Linked DNA regions of Mus musculus: region 2 is linked to region 1. A link is a contact called in public targeted proximity ligation data. All regions are on one chromosome and are shown on one strand. The core of a region is the stretch at or near the end of the contact, and the rest is flanking DNA. Distances in the headings are between cores, read along the strand shown. Region 1 holds the start of Esrra (estrogen related receptor, alpha). Region 2 holds the start of Rcor2 (REST corepressor 2).

Evidence for each region.
Region 2: a contact with region 1 is called in a targeted proximity ligation map of embryonic stem cells, with 13 read pairs. A contact is called at or near these places in 3 of 484 Hi-C or Micro-C datasets (all in embryonic stem cells), 4 of 130 datasets of targeted methods (embryonic stem cells and pancreatic cancer cells) and 1 of 9 other capture datasets (adipose tissue).

What each region holds. Positions count from the first base shown.
Region 1 is chr19:6,919,020-6,924,712 of GRCm38.p6, forward strand. Esrra (estrogen related receptor, alpha) reads right to left here and starts at 2,789. Exons shown (of 7, transcript NM_007953.2): 1 at 2,603-2,789; 2 at 1,044-1,380. The coding sequence starts at 1,368. It overlaps Catsperz (cation channel sperm associated auxiliary subunit zeta), which reads right to left. Exons shown (of 5, transcript NM_001039494.2): 3 at 4,504-4,580; 4 at 4,282-4,348; 5 at 3,407-3,641. The coding sequence ends at 3,532.
Region 2 is chr19:7,264,733-7,270,425 of GRCm38.p6, forward strand. It overlaps Rcor2 (REST corepressor 2), which reads left to right and starts at 3,547. Exons shown (of 12, transcript NM_001320554.1): 1 at 3,547-4,356; 2 at 5,033-5,089; 3 at 5,369-5,449. The coding sequence starts at 4,230.

The DNA of each region.
Region 1 (5,693 bases), core at 1,539-4,038:
GAGGGGTTAGGCTTGGAAGACACAGGAAATTCCAGGCCAACTACATAATAAGAAAAGGTCTCAATATATACATATACATACATATGTATATGTCTATATATATAAAATGATATTATAGCCTCAACGTAACCAGTGGTTGCTTAAGAACAATAGGCCTGCCCCAGAGAATGTTCGTCTCAATGTCGTCGTCACTGCTCTCCTGGGTGAGAGAGAGAGAAAAAAATCAGTGGCTAAAGAGTGAGGAAGCCTGCTGGATGCTAAAACCTAACAAACCTGTATCATTACCCATAAACTGTGCCTAGAGTTAGTAGTGTGGTGCTTTGGGGGAGTCATGAAGAGTGATTCTGTGCTGTGCGAGGTGATTTACAGGCAGCTACTAGAGGCAACAGGAAAGTCAGGAGCGAAGCTTTATAACAGGTGCAGGCACCTGCATCCTGGCTCATATCCCATTCCAATCCATCAGTGACCTATACTAGTAGCTTTTTCTTTCTTCTACTTTTTTTTTTCCTTCAAGACAGAGTTTGTGTAGCCTTGACTGTCCTGGAACTCACTCTGTAGACCAGGCTGGCCTCAAACTCACAGATCCACCTGCCTCTGCCTCACCAGTGCAAGGATTAAAGGTATGAGCCACCACTGCCCAGCTTCACCCCACCCTTTTGAGGGGAGGGAGCAGGCTTTCACAGAGCCCAAGTTGTCCTTCAGCTTACTATGTAGTCAATGATGACCTTGAATCTCTGATGCTCCTAGTTCCATTCCAAAGTGCTGAGATTTTAGGTACCCAACACCACACCTGACTTATATGGTGCTAAGGACAGAACCTAGAGCCTCCTGTAAACTAGGCAAGCATTCTACTAACCTCAGCTATAGCCCTTAAATAAAATGATGTCCCAGGAAGAACAAGGAAATTCAAACTTCATATTGCTGACTCAAGCAGCAACAGACAGGCTCAGGGCCTCCTGCATGCAGCACTGTACCAATTAGTGCCAGGCCCAAAGGGTACAGGGCAAAGGGCACAGAAGCAGGGGGTGGGGGTAGGGGCTCACCCTGGATGGTCCTCTTGAAGAAGGCTTTGCAGGCCTCACAGGATGCCACACCGTAGTGGTAGCCAGAGGCCACATCCCCACAGACCAGGCAGAGGCGTTTGGGTAGAGAGCTGAGCACTAGCTTCCCACTGCCCTGCTCACCAGACCCTGCCCCCTCCCCATCCTCCTCCTCCTTGTGCCCTGGAAGGCAGCGGGCTGGAGCTGGACCAGAGGCCAGGGTCACCGGGGGTTCAGTCTCAGTCTCTGAGGAACCCTTTGGACTGTCAGGACTGGCTGGCTCTGCCTTGATGTAGAGAGGCTCGATGCCCACCACCTGGCTGGACATGGTGCTGGTCACCTGCAGGGAAAGACCATCAGGGTCACAGGGAGGCACCCTGCCACATAGGTTGGGCAACACTGGGACTAAGCCAGGCTTCCAGGCTCAGCCAAGGAGAAGGAGGAGGCAGAGTCCAAGGAAGGGCTGCCCATGAAGAGGGCCCCCAGCTGTCGCCATGGGAACAGAGTCTCCAGAGCCTCTGAGGCCAGTAACTGACAGCAGGTCTTCCTCTTGGGAACCTGGGAGCGGCTTGGCAAGTCTAGCTCCCACCCAAGCCAGGAAGCAGGCTAACCTCAACCTGCAGGCAACTCTCAACCCCGAGCATAAGCATGATCCTCTCCTCAGTTTTCTCCAGATGTACTCCAGGAGGTACTCTCAAGTATTCAAGAGCATACTGAGGAACCGGGAGGGGGCTAAGGGGGGCCAAGGGGGGCGGAGGCAAAGGATATGGCCACTCTCTCAGGAGTTTCCACATGTCCACACATGCTCACACTCTCCTGGGAACCTTCCACTCACACATGGCCTTTAACCAGTCCCAAGTTCTCACATACTCCCAGCAAAAGAGCACACTCAATAAGCAAACTCACACTCAAGTCTTCTAATCCCTCACCACACTCTTGTAAGGGAGTCTCTCACCTCTGACACGCCACCCCCTCCAGCTTTAGCAAGCCCAGTCCAGCCACGCCGTGCAGGGCGCGGCTCCACCTCTTTTGCACCCCAAACCTGCAAGGTTCATTCTTACACTCCAGCTACCGCAGAGTTCACCACCTCTCGCGACCTCCAGGGCCGCCCCCCACCCCCCATTAACCTGCGCACACCTATGGGAAGTTGCCTGAAGTTACTAATCTCCCCTCCCCCCATTGCCCGCGGGGGACTTCTATCAGGTTATCAGGAAGTAAGAAGAGGCGACAAGGAAGAAGTTCTCCCTCGCGCTACGATGACCTATGACCCAGAGAGGAGGGTGGCCCAAAGCCCCTGCAAGCGCCCCCACGTGGCCTCAAGGGACCCTTTCAATTCCAGCCCACCCCGAGGACTCCCGCAATGCTCAAGGATCGATCTGAACGCTGCCCGGGGACTCGCTCCAAGGCCCGAGGCTAACTGGAGGCCAGGACCTGAAGCCAGTCCTGACCCGGCCGACGCACCAGGCGCGACCCCGCCCGCAGCCCGCCCCCCGCCCGCGCTTGCACATGGCCCCCGCCGCGCCCGCCCACCCCCGCGGCCGCCTTCCCCTCCGCCCCCGGACCTTGGGCTCCGGCAGGGCTGGCGGGCAGGCATGGGGGCCGAGCGGCCCGGAGCGCCGGGGTGAGCGGGGGCCGCCTCCTCCGGCCGCACCGCCCCGCCGCGCTGCGTCCCCCCTCACTCGGCGGCGCCGCTGGCTGCTTGTAGGACACAAAAGGACATCGCGGCTGCTTCCTACTCCGCTTCCTCCAGCTGACAGCGGAGGCGGGGCCGGCCTGCGCATGCAAAACAGGGGGTGGGGCCAGGTGCCCTATGCTAATATCCGAGGGAGGCGGCGGCGCCTGCGTACCCGGAGGACAGCGGGCAGGCCTTGTCGATACACACGCGTGCGCGGCCTCCTGTGGGCGGGGCCTGAACCTAGGGGAGGAGCGAAGACTAGGAACTGGTGCGGGAGAGAAGCCGGAGCACCCTTGCATCACGAAGGAGGGCGGTGCTCTGCCTTATAAGAGTGGGCGTAGCTGTTCAGTGAACTCACTCTGTGAGGGCGTTGAACGTGTATGTAAATGAAAGGCGGGTTTATGTAACTGCATATGCATAAGGGGTGGGGCCTAACAGGGTGCTGCTCCCCACCCCACCCCATTATGTTGATGGGACACTTGACAGATTTGGTAGATCAGCACCCCTGAGGACCCTCAAGTGGAGAAGCAGACCTAAAACATGCAAGTAGCCCTGGTTTGCGAGTTCCTCAAAGGCAGAGGTGAGACACGAGCGGACAAAACTCAAGGTCACTGCGGTGACCGAATGAAGGTCACGGGGAAAGGCGGGGCCACGTGCGTCCGCCTCACGCAAGCAGCCACGCACTGACTCTGGGACCATGCATAGACTCTTTAATTTCTCTAGGATTCAAATTCCATGCAGATGAGGTTGAGCTTGGGTTCGAGGGACCGGAAAGGACACGGAGCGGACGTCTCGTCGGCCACTTGAGCTGGAGGTTCACTGATCCAAAAAGTACAGCCTCTTGTTCCTGCGCTTCCTGATCCCTTCGATGTATCCCTGCAGCTCTTTAGTCATGAAGTGGTTCCTGCCAATCGTGGACCTATATGCTAGGGAGAGGGAAGAGCTGAGCTCAGGGCCATGAACAGCAGCAAAGGGCTTCCCCCATTTGAGGAACCACAGGTGATTTGAGGTGGCATTTAGTGCTGGATTTGGATCTGTGTTAGTTTGGGGAATTTTGGGTCTCCTAGGTGCGATGTGAAGAATGGAGGGGAAGAAGGCTGAAGAAGTTGCTGCAAGCCTGAACAGAGGCAGTGAGACCCAACCTCCTCCTGAGCCGCTCACTCTAACTAGTTATCTGGCCCTTTCTTCCCTCTATGTGCTCATATACCATGAGCAGAAGGTTACGCAGATAATCCAATATCCAGTACATTTACCCAAAAAAAATCCCGATGTGTCACAGCTCCCACACCTGGGAGTGAAGCAAAGCTACCCAAAGGCTGTCACTCCACTGAACAAGCAGAGAAAACAGACTTGCTAGAAAGGGGCTTATTTTAAGTCCTCTGAGTCACTCACTCCATTGAGTCGGCCTGTGCCTACTCTCTTGACTTTTAATTTTTAGGGCATCCTTGTGAGTGCTAAGGGGATCTGACAAGACTACATATCCTGAAACTCCACAGCCCCAAGCCCTGCCAAAGCCACCAGGATCTTTTGTGGAAGCTGGGGTGGGGGTGGGGGTGGAGTGCTCACTGATGAGGGCTTTTTTGAGAATATCCAGAACTTCAGTCTCCATGAGCTCCATCAGAGGCAGAGGCAGCTGGAAAAGCAACAAGAGACTCAACCAGTTCCATGGAAAGCTGAAGTGGTCCCCACATGACCTCCCCAGCTTGCCTGCCCCACTTTCCTGAAACCTGCCCATCTGCTGCTGCCCACTACTCAACCCCAGTAGTCTCCCCAGTAGTATCCTCCAACCCTGTTCTGCTGCTCTGTCCAGTAGGTTCGATGTGGCTTCCATAGGCTGAATATTAGTGATTCTGAAGTAGACGATGCTGGAGAAATGAAGAGAGAAATCGGTCTTGGTCAGGCTCCTGGGTCATGGTGGGAGTGGGGTTCAGGGAATAGCTGCAGCTACACCCTGCATCAAAGGTCATAGGGGACACTGGTTTCAGCCCTAGGCTTTAGAATCCCACCCGGCTGAGATCCAGAACCAACTGTCCCGCTGTGTGAGACTTGGAGTCATTCATAGGAATTCCCTCTTGTGAGAATTGTGTGCCCTCTGAAAGTGTATTGTTGGGAACTGAATGCAGGGCATTGTATAAACTACGAAAGAACTCTACCAGTAAGCTATGTTCCTCAGTCCAGAACAGTCTCTTATGGCAGTTGTGCCATGCAAAGGTCACAGTACAAGAAGTCCTATGCTTATGTAACAAGTTTAATATAAATCAATTGTTATATCTGTATCACTCTTGTTTGTTTAGACATGTTCCCACAGTGTGGACCTAACTATCCTGGAACTTGGTATCTAGACCGGGCTAGCTTTGAATTCACAGCTTCCTGAATACTGGGTTCTTATCAGTACTCATTGCTTGATGAAGGTGGAAACGGACGGGACAGAGGATGGACACATACACATCTCAAACAGTGCTTGGCATACTGTGTGTAACCCCAACACTCAGGAAGATACCAAGATCCAAGGTCATCTTGGGCTATACAGTGAGACTCTCATTCCAAAAAGAAATACAAAGCAACAATAAAGTAACTATTGACCAAAAGAGAGACTTCCAAACAGCCAGATCCCAGCCAGGGAAGGAATTCTGTCCTTTCAGCTGGTGCAGTGATGAAATTAAACGCACAGGTGAGGGAGGGCTCGAAATATGCTTAGTGGTAAAGAATTTTCCTACCAAGAGTGATGTACTCGGTTCGACCCCCAGCACCACATTAAGATAAAAAGCAAAACAAAACAAAACAAAACAAAAAAAACAAACAAAAAACTGACTAGGTCTTCATTGACCTGCTTGCCTGTGCGTTTCCCGGGTTCCTCGTAGTAGGACGCCTGCCCGGTAGGGGGAGCTCAGAGAATGTCTGAGTTAAAGCGTGAACGGTTCTCGCCTGAGCCCTCTCCTAAGAAATCCTAGAAACTTGGGTTTCTATGGGCTTACCCC
Region 2 (5,693 bases), core at 2,297-4,796, 350 kb after region 1:
AGGGGGCACACAAGGCTCTGAAGGAAGCATTCCTGTCTGAGGAACACTGAAGGGGCCAGGAAGAACTCCCAAGGCTCCTTCCACTCTGGGGCCCCGCCCACATCCACCTCCTCTGAAAGAGGAGCATCTCTTTCTCCCCCACTGCTCTACCAGGTTTTTTGCCTGGGTCCCCCACTCTCCTTCCTCCACCCTAGGCCTACCAGCCTGCCGCCCTCCCCAAGTTTAGCCCCTTGGCTGTGTCCACTGAGGGCCTGGCGAGGGTCCCAGGCACCACACCACAGCAGCCAGCCTCCAGCCTCTGCTCCGGACAGTCCCAGTCTGTCTGGCAGGGCTGGCAGATTAGGGATTGGCTGGAGCTGCCCCCGCCTTTGAGAGGAGGGGAGGCCCGGTGGCTCACCCAAGGTCACCCTTCCTTTTCTTTCCCAGCATCCCTGCTCAACCCTTGTCCCTCTGCCTCACCTTGAAGAGAGAGGAGGCATGATGCTCAGCAGGTCTAGCACATAGGAGCTCAGCTAAGGGGAAAAGACAGTGAGCTCCTGAAGTCTGCTGTTTCTTTCAGCAAATGCTGAGTGCCTGCTGTATGCTAGACTCTTAGAACATAGCCGTGAAGACAATGACGAGCTATCAAGCACGTTTGTTTTGTGTCTGTGAACCAAGTGGTAAATCGATGAGATGCTCTGACCTGCCTGGATGAGAGCAGACTTTCCTGGGGATCTGAGGGCCCAGGAGCCTAGGCAAGAGAGGCAAGCTTCAGGCAGAGACCTGTATAAGGCCAAGCAAGGCCCCATATCCCTCATCAGGAAGAGCACAGGGGATAAATGTGCCTGGCTGTGGGCTTGGGTTTGCTGTGAGGCAGTCTGGGCCCTGGCTCCCATCCCTAAGAGAAGGCAAGGGCGCTGTCGTGTTCGCCTTCCCTCCCCGTGGGCCAAGAGTAGAAGCTCATCCGTCAAAATGGCGGGAGAGCATTCCCGGGAGACCTGAGCTCTAGCCAGGCTTGCAGGTGGCCTCAGGGAGGTGAGCTTCTTGCTGCTTGCTTCTGAGCTTCCTCAGGCTGCATGAGAGGAGGGGCTGGTCTCTGGCTGGCTCTCTCCCTTATCATACCCCAGATCCCTGGCCACATGGCACCTCTGAACCCCACGCCTGAGGGAAGAAGATTCCTGACCTTAGGACTTGGGGAACTAGAGTGGGTGGGACCTGGGGTACAGCCTGGACTGGGTTCTGTGGCATAGCCACACCCCACAGTCCCAGGGCCGCAAGGGAGGGGGAGCTGTCTCTTTAAGAGCCTCCAGGCTGCTAGGAGCAGATGGCCAGACCGGCCGGGGCCCCTTGTCCTTTGTGTGCCTTCTCACAAAAGAGGGGGCCAGCTGGGGAGGGGGCGGCTGCAGCAGGTGGGAGGGGTGGGACCTTGCCTCTCTCCTGCGCCCTTGCAGCTTGAGGGTGAAATACATCACTCGAAACCAGCCACTTCTGCACCCTGTGGCCCCCACAGTTGTCCTTAAACTCTGATGCCCCTCCCGTGTTGTGTCTCTCCTTGGCAGAAGGATCACTATATCAGGGCTCTCAGACAGCCCTCTTACCTCAAAAATAAATAAATAAATAAATAAATCTCCCCACCCTGCCCCCACCCTAGAGCAGGCTCTTCCTTTGGTGTGTGTGGGCGGGGGTGGGGGCCTGGCTCCAGGGCTAAGTGAGAGCAGTATTGGGTCCCAGTGTGTGGGAGAAGTGGCCTCCAGACAGAAGGGAAGCCTGTGGCTTGGGATCCTCTTTAGGCCTTGTGCTGGCACACCTGGGGCAGCCCTGGAGGACGGAAACAAGAACTAAGCTTGATGCTTGAGGTCTTGGGGTCTTGGCCCGGGATCCTAGGTTCTCCTATGGAAGGAGGCAAGTGGAGGAGGGGGGACCCAATAGAAGCCTTGCCTAATGGGTGCCAGAAGCAAGAAAGACGCCATCATAGGAGAGTGTGGTGTGCACAATGGTTGCTAGCTAGGCAAAGGGATAGAAACAGGAGCACCTCACTACAAGGTACAGGTATTGGGGACAGGTCTGGCTCCCTGCCACTCATTTCTAGGGGCCACTGGAAGTCGCTTTGCCTCTTGGTACAGACCCCTTCAGCTCAGATTGCCTCTGGTTCATTTTTTCTTTCTTTCTTTCTTTCTTTGTCCCAGATCTCCCCACCCTGAGGCTTGGTGCCCAGCTCATGATTTAAGGGGAGGAAAAAAGGCCCCATAACCTTGGCCCAAGGTGTGGCGGGCAACGTGGCCGCTGACTGGGTGGCCCTATGTGGCCGGACAGTGCTGAAGTCGGGCGGGGTCGTGTCTGACTCTGCCAGCCGCAGGCAAAGAGCCCCCAGGAACAGGATGCCCCAGCCAGGTCGTGGCCTGACCACAGGACCCAGGCCGGTCGGCCACAGCCAGTGGGTAGGGGCAGGGATCCCCGGTTGGGGCCAGGGCTGCTTCTAAATTTAGGAATCTGATTACAGAGTGGCCAAGGAAGGGAAGGGAGAGGAGGGTGCGCGTGCAGGCTCGGCTCGATCTGGGCATAGCGGGTGTGCCCGGGTAGAGGCGTGTCCAGGAGTCCGGGCTCCCCGTGGGAGGGACAGCGGGCGGGGGCTTCGGCCTGTGTGAGCTGCAGCACGTGCCCCAGGCGGCGGGGACGGGCACAGGCGCAGCTCACAGGCTTCGAGCTGCTGCCGGTGAGTGCGCTGGCTCTTTGTGTGCCTGGCAGGGTGGCTGGGTCTGGCTTTGAAAGTCTCTGCCCACCCCCTCCCCCAACTCCGTCTGTGCCTCCCAACCCGCTTCCCTGTCTGTCACTCTGCCTGTGCCTGTCCGGGGGGAGGGGGGATGCTGCTTCCAGCTGGGGTGACAGTGAACCCAGTGAGGAGCTCGCCCCTTTCAGCCCAGAACTTGCCCTATTACCTTTCATACTCATTCCTCAATCTTTGATACTACTGTTTTGGGTGCAGACTGCAGCAGTTGAAAGACACTAGGGTGACCCCTGGGGACCCACAGACCTAGCAGAAGTCAGGTTCTAGCCCAGTGGCTCTTATAGAAATTCATCTTGCGCCTGTCCGGCCTCCCATCCGCTTTGGCCCCCAAGGGCGCATGAAGGGGGGGATCCCCCTGCGGAAGGGGGGGCAGGGAGTTCCTTGGCAGGAAGGGAAATGGAAGGAAAAGCTGGGCTCCACCCGGGCGGTCGGACAGGCGGCCTCAGGGCCCCCGGGGCAGGCCACAGTAACCAGAGCCCAGTAGTGTGTGGAACCGGTGTGCTTGTGGGTGGGGCTGACCCCGGGCTTCTCCTGGGGGGCACTGGGGTCTACCCAAAAGGGCCAAGTCTGAGAACTCAGAGACACCAAGGGTGCTCCCTGGGGGGGGTACGTGCGCCCCATTCCGGTCCTGACCCCACCCCCTGGAGGTCTAGCCCCGGCCCCAGGCCCCGCCCCCCGGGCCCTCCCTCCCACCCCAGGGCCAGATGTTCAGCTGGCGGAGGCATCGGCTGGGGGAGGGGTGCTGAGGCCGCAGCCGGCACTACTTCCCTGCCAGCAGCTTCATTGTGTGCGCGAGGAGCGAGCGGCGGCGGAGAGCGGGCGAGCGAGCGGCGGTAGCGCGAGCGCGGCGGGGCGAGCGAGCGCGCCGGGGAGGGTGCGAGGCGGCGCCCGCGGCTGCGCTCCGCCCGCCTCCCGGCAACTCTGCTCCAGCGCCGCACGCCGTGCGCGCCGTCCTGCCGCCGGGGCTCCAGCCGGCTGGCGTGGTTGCCGTGGGGTCGGGTCGGGCAGGGTTACCTCCGTTGGGGATCGGGGCATCCTCAGCGCAGCCGAGGGGCGCGGAGTCAGCTGCGGCGGCCACTGCGCGGTAGCCCTTGCTGGCCAAACAGCGTGGGCAGGCGCGCGGCGCGGCTCCGGGGCTCCCCGAGGGCAACGCGCCCCGACTCTCCCCGGGGGAGAACCAGCCCCGAGGGGCGCACGGAGCGAGCGTGCCCCCGGCCGCGCCGTCTCCCCCGTACCCCCACTTCACAAACTTTTCTGCCGTCCTCGCCCGTGGGGGTCGCAGTGAGCGTTAGGGCTGCCCTCCGGGGCCCCGACCTCCCGGACCCTAGCCACGCTGACCTCCTGCCTCTCGTAGCCTCAGTGGCGACCCCTCCAGGCCGGGCCAGGCGCAGCACTCGAGGCAAGCGCGGCAAGCTCCTGCGCTCTCCAAAGGATCCCGTGCCCCTCGGGGCTGCCGGGTAGGGTAATGCCCTCAGTAATGGAGAAGCCCAGTGCGGGCTCCGGGATCTTGTCCCGAAGTCGGGCCAAGACGGCACCCAACGGCGGACAGCCACACTCGGAGGATGACAGCAGCGAGGAGGAGCACTCTCATGGTGAGCCTGGTGGCCTAGGGTTAAAGGCGCGCTGGTCCGGGGAGGGATCATGGAAGGTGGAGGAGGGGGGGGGGAGAGTTGCGAACCACAGATGGTTTCTGCCGCTCCTGGATTGCAACCTCAGCCTTCTCGTGCCTGGTGTTGCCGGCACAGGAAATCTACAGGCTGGGCCCTTGACCACCCACCTCCCCTTTGCCCTCAGTCGTTGAGGGAGCTTAGGATGCCTCTCTTGGATGGATTGGGTCCTCATACCTTGCAGCCTTGCAGGGGACTGAGGTCTGATTGGACCAGGTACTGGGAAGATACCTCTATGCGGAGCTGTGAAGCTCATGTGGTGGGGAGGAGCCCCGAGCTCTCTGCAAGGCTGTGGTCCAGATCTAGGGGCAGCCCTCCAAGCTCCCACCCCCAGTTAGAACAAAGCACTTTGCTCTAGCCTGGGCTTTAAAAGTGTCCTCTTAACCTCCCCTTCCCCCCATGGCCATGACTAGGCAGGGTATGACTCTCCTAGTACCTTCTATCGGAGGGTAGCTGGGGGGCACTATCAAGGAAAAGTGAGTCTCCTGTATGGTGGGGGTCCCTGAGTGGTCAGGAAGGAGAACTCCAGATCAGCTACCTCCCCTCACTATATCCTCCCCCTACTTCCCTGGAGTCTTGACTGCCTCCCCTGGCTCCACAGACAGCATGATCCGAGTTGGAACCAATTACCAAGCAGTAATTCCGGAGTGCAAGCCTGGTGAGTGGCAGGACAGACATGGAGGGAGGGAGGGCGGCAGGGAGGGGTGGAGGCTGATGGCTTGGCCTACAGCCCCACCTGGGAACTCTTGGCTGGCTCCTGCTTGAGGGACAGGCGGTGGGCGGGGTGGGTGGCCCCGTGGCACTGTTACTTTTCCTGCTCTGCCTTCCTGTCTGGGTCTCAGCTCCTCCTTCCCTTCTGGGCCTCACCTCCTCGCTTGACTGTGTTGCTCAGTGGTCTCCTGTTTCTGTGAGTGCCTAATTCTGCTCATCCTTTCAGAGAGCCCTGCACGCTATAGCAACAAGGAGCTGAAGGGAATGCTGGTGTGGTCCCCCAACCACTGTGTATCAGATGCCAAACGTGAGTGCGCTGGGCCCAGGTCACGTTCAGTCTCAGGAACAGGGTTTTAGTTCCTGTCCTCCTAAGGCTAGCTCTTCCTTAGAAGTGAGCTGTTGCCGGGCAGTGGTGGCGCACGCCTTTAATCCCAGCACTTGGGAGGCAGAGGCAGGCGGATTTCTGAGTTCGATCGAGGCCAGCCTGGTCTACAAAGTGAGTTCCAGGACAGCCAGGACTATACAGAGAAACCCTGTCTTGAAAAAACAAA